2 separate regions of the Xenopus laevis genome follow, and region 1 is linked to region 2. A link is a contact called in public Hi-C data. All regions are on one chromosome and are shown on one strand. The core of a region is the stretch at or near the end of the contact, and the rest is flanking DNA. Distances in the headings are between cores, read along the strand shown. Region 1 holds the start of hmgcr.L (3-hydroxy-3-methylglutaryl-CoA reductase L homeolog). Region 2 has its middle 4.2 kb from the start of fam169a.L.

The links. Hi-C and Micro-C count contacts between places; a contact is called where the count stands out from the background.
Region 1: a Hi-C map of the XTC cell line shows a contact between it and region 2, with 3 times the contacts expected there. The contact joins the promoter of hmgcr.L here to the enhancer-like site in region 2. A contact is called at or near these places in 2 of 4 Hi-C or Micro-C datasets (the XTC cell line and animal cap).

Annotation. Positions count from the first base shown.
Region 1 is chr1L:200,558,078-200,561,271 of Xenopus_laevis_v10.1, reverse strand. It overlaps hmgcr.L (3-hydroxy-3-methylglutaryl-CoA reductase L homeolog), which reads right to left and starts at 1,863. Exons shown (of 22, transcript NM_001087811.1): 1 at 1,767-1,863.
Region 2 is chr1L:200,459,217-200,462,341 of Xenopus_laevis_v10.1, reverse strand. No RefSeq gene overlaps it. Among protein-coding and RNA genes, the nearest start is that of fam169a.L, 4.2 kb to the right of the region's middle. Within about 2 kb of position 1,516, at least 1 of the 7 cell types and tissues checked has an H3K27ac peak or open chromatin away from gene starts, as enhancers often do.

The DNA.
Region 1 (3,194 bases), core at 614-3,113, 99 kb before region 2:
TAATCACAAGGGGTGGGTGTGTATTTTGTCAACTTTTGAACTATCTCATTCATCTGCTAATTTATAAGGGCAACAGCAAAATTATAAATGTATCACAAAGCTTCCTAACACTGTTTGATTAGACTCAAACTGGAAACCTAGGCTGATATAATATACCAAATATATATATGGTACATTTAGAAGTGGAGCCAACTGTAGGCCAAATGCAACCCTCCAAAAGAATCTGTATGCCCCCAACCCTGCTAAGGACTTTTCTGTATAACAGTTTTTTTAGACTCCAACTCCCAGCTGTCTGGTATTTTATTATATCAGCCCATTATAGGGGAATGGTTGGTTAGCACTGGTGTAGACCTATAATTTTTACATTTATTATCTATATAAAGTAACATCTCATCAGACTAAACTGTTTTTTTTTAAAAAATTTTTATTTCCACTTCACTGAAAGTCTGTAACATTGTCCTAAAAAAAAACACAAGTAGTGACTGCATAAGATACAAGGGTATAATGGCATGTGTACAATGTAAAACTGCTCTTGTATACTATGTAGGAGTTGCAGGACAAAAAATGATAATTGTTGGATGAATCAGATCAGATACCCTCTGGATCAATACCCACAGAAGGGATATTACTGAGCTGTCTGTAGTCAGTGGGGCTCATTTATAAACACAAATTATATATATATATATATATATATATATATATATATATATATATATATATATATATATATATATATATATATATATATATAATTTGTATTTAGATAGATCTATGCCTTGTTATAGGGCATTCAGGGGCTTGTCCATTTATTGGTTGAAATGGGTGCCTGGAACTGCAACATTGGAAGGTTTCACTTTAATTTTAACACCGCCTCCCTTTCCTTTATACTGTTCTTATATATCATTCTTATAAGTCTCCCTTTCACTGGGGCTCATTTTTACACCTCCCAACTGTCCCTTTTTTGGCGGGACAGTCCCTCTTTTGACAGCTCAACCCGCAGTCCCTCATTTGTATGGGAAAGTCCCTCTTTTCTCTGCACTGAACAGCCAGAAAAAGAAACAAAGTTTCTCACTTAATTGGCTTTTAGCAGAGAGCCCAGAACAGCTAACAGGTGCAAATAAGATACTTTGTAACAATTTTGAGACACAAAAACACAGTTTAGATAAGGAGAAATATTTTCAAACTTTCATAACCTGCCAAATTTTGTAAAACAAACATGGTAATTAGGGGGTGTGGCCACAGAAAGGGGTGTGGTCAAAAAAATTGCTGCGCTACTTGCGGGAAAAAATTTTTTGTCCCTCTTTTTACTTCCAAAATGTTGGGAGGTATGATATATATATATATTCCTCTCAGGATCCCATGGGCAGCCAATAATAATACAATACAATGTCTTTAGTCCTTCCCCCCTCCAAACCCCATTATTATATCAATAATAAAAGCGAAAAAGCTTACATTTATATACTTGTAAGAACATGTTCATATAACAGACCACCCCGAGTATTTCGTTCTGGGAAAAGGATCATCCGCCCTGTAAGTAACACCCGAGCAGAGAACAGGAAAGTAACGCGCACTCTATAAAAGTAATTCACTGGGGAAGAGTCATAACCTTCTGGTGCCCATCACACAGTGTTATGCCCAAATAGTGACCTCATCACTTGGGGACAGGAAGACGGTGTCATTAAAAGGACCCAAGGCTGCCCCGCACAATGCCTGATTAAAAAGACACCTGTTTAAGGTGGAATTAAAAACGTCTATGTAAAACTCACTTTGGCCGGTGTTGGCTGTTGACTGACCCGGCGGCGGCGGTGGCGGCAATGCCACAAGGATACAGAGATGACACACAACGATGTTCTACTTCCCGCCGCCGCTGAGCAAGTGGGAAGAGGCGTCAGCTGTGAAGCCAAATGACAGACGCATTAGGGGAGGGGCCGTAGCTGCCTGTGGTCTGATCTAACAGCCAATGAGCGTTCACAGCAAGTGTCTCGTCATTCCAGTTGCCGTAGCAACGCAAGGTAAAGGCTTGTAGGAGAACGCACGATCTCTCCTCACTGACTGAGAGCCAATGAGTACAGCGGATGGGTAACTAGGGAGCCAATGAGTGCAGCGGATGGGTAACTAGGGGATGCGGAGGGAGAGGTGAGAGAGATGATGGAGACTATGGCCCGATCCCCGAGCTCAGCTCATAGGCCGGGACTTCATGGGAAAGTGGCAGCTGGTGGGACGGACATTGTTCAGTGATACTGCCCTGTTCCCTTTCATATTAAACGGTGGAAAGTTTTTTTTTTCCCATACAATGTTTTTACATTCCATTTAAAGGGGAACTCCAGCCAAAAACTGATATTTTATGTGGCACAAGTGACAGAAAATATAATTCTAACCAACTTTCCACTATGCATCAATTAAACATTTCTCATAGGGTTTTGTATCTTTAATTAGTGTTTTTTTTTCCCCCCAAACAGTTCGATTCTTGTAAGGCCTGTTCCGGTCTGAACTTTCTGTTCTGTTTTCAAACATATGAAATAATCTGGCCAATACTGTACATGAGAAGCATTTAAATACTAAGATACTCATCTTTCTTATTAATACAGATACAAAAAAAAAAGCAAATCAATCAAAAATAAGAAAGTTTTTTTTCTCTAAATTAGCATTGCTGTATTTCAGAGCTTTCTGGATAACTGCCACCTTTTTTGGAAAAAAGTACCGGCCTTACTATATATTTATATTTTTTCCCTATTAATTAATATTGGGGTCAAGTATCATTTTAAGCGTCTAACACCGATAATAAAAGAGGAGTCGATGGCGGAGCTCTCCCCACTCCTTCCTTTCTCCCTCGTCCACTGCAGCTATCGCGGGATCTCGGTAACTCTCAACCGAGTGCAACAATGCATCCAACCAAATATCCGCTGGCAGCGCAGGTAGACATATCCACGGGAGGCGCCCCCTGTGGATATGTCTACCTGCGCTGCCAGCGGATATTTGGTTGGATGCATTCAAGTATCATTTTTACCGGTCAGGCCGGTAAAATACTGGCCAGGTGGAAACCCTAGTCCCAGTGTCTCTGTACGTCTGACACAGAATAGCAGTAACATTGGCAGAGCCGGGCCAACCCGGCCAGGCGCCCTAGGCAACCTGGCGGGCCACGGCGCCGGCTCAGCGCATGTGAAACTGTGCATGTGCGAAACTGCGCTCCAGCT
Region 2 (3,125 bases), core at 267-2,766:
GGGTGCTATTCTAACTATTATAAATCGAATTTTTAATTCCAAGATTTTAAAGGATACAGGTACTGTTAACATGAACCTGCTGGTCATTTTCCGACCAGTCTGACCAAGAAGTGGTGAGGAGAAAGAAAGAGGGTGGATCTGGTGTTCTTTTGGTTAGGAAAGATTTGCGAAACATTACACAAACCAACGTACATAAATGAACACAGACTATGCTTTTGTACTCTGGATGTCTTGTACTCTGGATGTTTTGGAACATTGGATTGATTGAACTACTTATCTCAAAGGACTTGATATTTTGGATAATGAGAATGGACACAATGTTACTTTAGGGTGGTGGCACACAGGGAGATTTAGTCGCCTGGGATAAATCTTTGCTACTGCGGGCGAAGTGCCTTCCCACCAGCAATAATGTGAATAGCTGGTGGGATGGCATACGTGTGGCTTCGGTTTTCCAAAGTCGCCCAAAGTTTCCTTATGCGGCAACTTCTGAAAACTGAAGTGACGCTTATGCCATGAATATGAATCACCGACGGGAAGTAAGTTTGGGGATATTAATCGCCCGCAGAAGCAAAGATTTATCGCAGGGGACTAAATCTCCCTTTGTGCCACCACCCTGGAGGATTATTTGTGGTTACAATGGTATAAATTTCCCAGAATACCCTTGTCTACTCACACTTGATAAAGGGCCCAGCCCTAAACACATAGCGTGCTGTCACTTCTGCAATAAATCCACATTTGCAGTTTAAATTACTGCCTTTAAGCTGTCTGGTGATTTTTTTCTGAATTGATATGGATATTGGTGGTACACAGACCCTGCAATCAGCAGCTGGACTTTTTTTCAGAAATTTAGGCCGAGACTAGGCGCTAACCCTTTATTTTGTGCTTTCATATGTGGAATAATGGTTCATGGGACCTGCAATGTAAGGGGATGTTAATGAGGAAGGGTGTTGTGATCAGGACAAATATTCTCATAAAGACCAATCATGATCACCCCCTCTGTTTCCTACACTGTAATGCTTCTCAACATTTTATCTTGCTGGTGCTGATCAACATTCCTACAGTAGGTTCGTCATCAGGGGGTGGTCTGTCGGCCCTGCGCTATCTACTTACAGCACAGTACATTTGTGCTTACAGGAGTTCCCTTTATTTACTCTCTTTGCACATATACAGTATATCCTGCTTAGCAGGTTCTTCTTGCCGTGATGGACAAAGCTCAGCTTCAGAATATTGTTACTGCAATTCCCTGGGGGCAGGCCTATACTGAATGTGTTCCACTGGGTCATGTCAGTACTTGCCATATGCAATAGATTTTTTTAGGAAACCCTAGAAATAACATGAACTAAAGAAGAATTGTCGGGGAGTGGGGTGTTGTCCAACATGACGTCTGGTCCCCTCAAACATGATTGTTGTTTGTACTTGAGAATGACAAGTACACTTGGCACAGCACATCAGCATTCAAACTAACAGGCAGCGTTCTAAGCTGTGCCTAACTGGGAGCTCCACAAATAATGGGGCCCTATATAGTTCTACCACCTGTACCCCACTGATGGCTGCCCTGGCTGCAGACTGAGGCAGCTGTACCAAGACAGGAATCAAAAAAGTGAGAAATTGCAAACTGCTTTGTCCAGCACATTCTGCACTTATAGTATGGGGTAATATGCAAGGAATTGCATATGGACACCCTGTCTCCTTTGGAGCACATATGTAAGCAAGGCAAATCAATAGCCCTTTACTTACTGCTTACTCATGGCAGGCCATAGTACGGGGCTCTCTAGCAGTTTTTTTCCCATCCATAAAGAATGCTTGCATGTACTTATTTTAAACAAGATCTGAGATTAAAAGAAAACTGTACCCTTCAAACAATGTAGGTCTCTATAAAAAGATATCACATAAAACAGCTCATATGTAAAACCCTGCTTCATGTAAATAAACCATTTCCATAATAATATACTTTTCTAGTAGTATGTGCCATTGGGTAATCATAAATGAAAAATTGCCATTTTAAAAAATAAGGGCCGCCTCCTGGGATTGTATGATTCACGGTGCACACACACAAACCAAACAACCCATACATGTTAGGTCACATGAGCCAATTAACAGACAGAGTTGTGTCTTTTGCTTCCACACTTCTTCCTGTTACAGTTAGAGTTGTAGTATTTCTGGTCAGGTGATCTCTGAGGCAGCACACAGACCATCACAAAATGGTGGTTCAAGGCAAGCAATGTAAAAGGGCGATATTTACTTAAATATATTAATTTTGATAAGATTCTTTAAAATGCCACTTAACTTGATATAAACTATCTGTTGTTCAAGTATTCATTTTGGGGGTATAGTTTTCCTTTAAGCAGGAGCTGAGGTGGATTGCCAGAACCATTATGCATGTGTGTGTCAAAGTGCAGTGTCAGTGATTACTGCAGGAAGGTACTCTGGAGGTAACACTATTATTGTATATAACTAGACCTCTAAGTACCTTGTGTGATTGAGAAATTATATTAATCTAGATGTCTGACTGGCAGCACACCATCTATTGACGTACCACTCCCAGCATCTCCTAGATAGTACCTCCCCAACATTTATTGAAAATACATATCTGTTATGATTCTTCCCTATTGATGACTTTGACAGCTGTACAAGTAAAATGCTGGGCTCGTGGCAACCTTACTCATAGGCAGACAAATGCTGAAAGTTGCAGCAGCTGCAGGTTGGGCATCCCCAGTGCATATATCAATTATAGCTAACACTGTGTAAACAATATATTATACTATTTTGTGTTTTTATATATGTTTTGTCTCCAAGGGGCCCCTGAGAGCAAGATTGGGATTCAAACAGGCCCTGACATTGAAGGTACACAGAGGCCCAAACAGCTACCACCAGCCCACTAATAATGTATGGCATCTTACAGCAGCCCCGCTTGCATTTGCCAGACACAGATTGCCACTTGCCAGTTTTGGACTGCTGGTGAGGATGCCTATGTGCCTCACCCAACCCTCCTCACAATCATGAATACAGCACTGCCAAACACAGGTAGGGCTGTATTCATCAGGGCAACACAGATTTTGGTGCTCTGCAGTAGCGTAACTAGAGAGGGACGGGCCCTGGTGTGTGACGCGCAGCCGGGCCCCGCC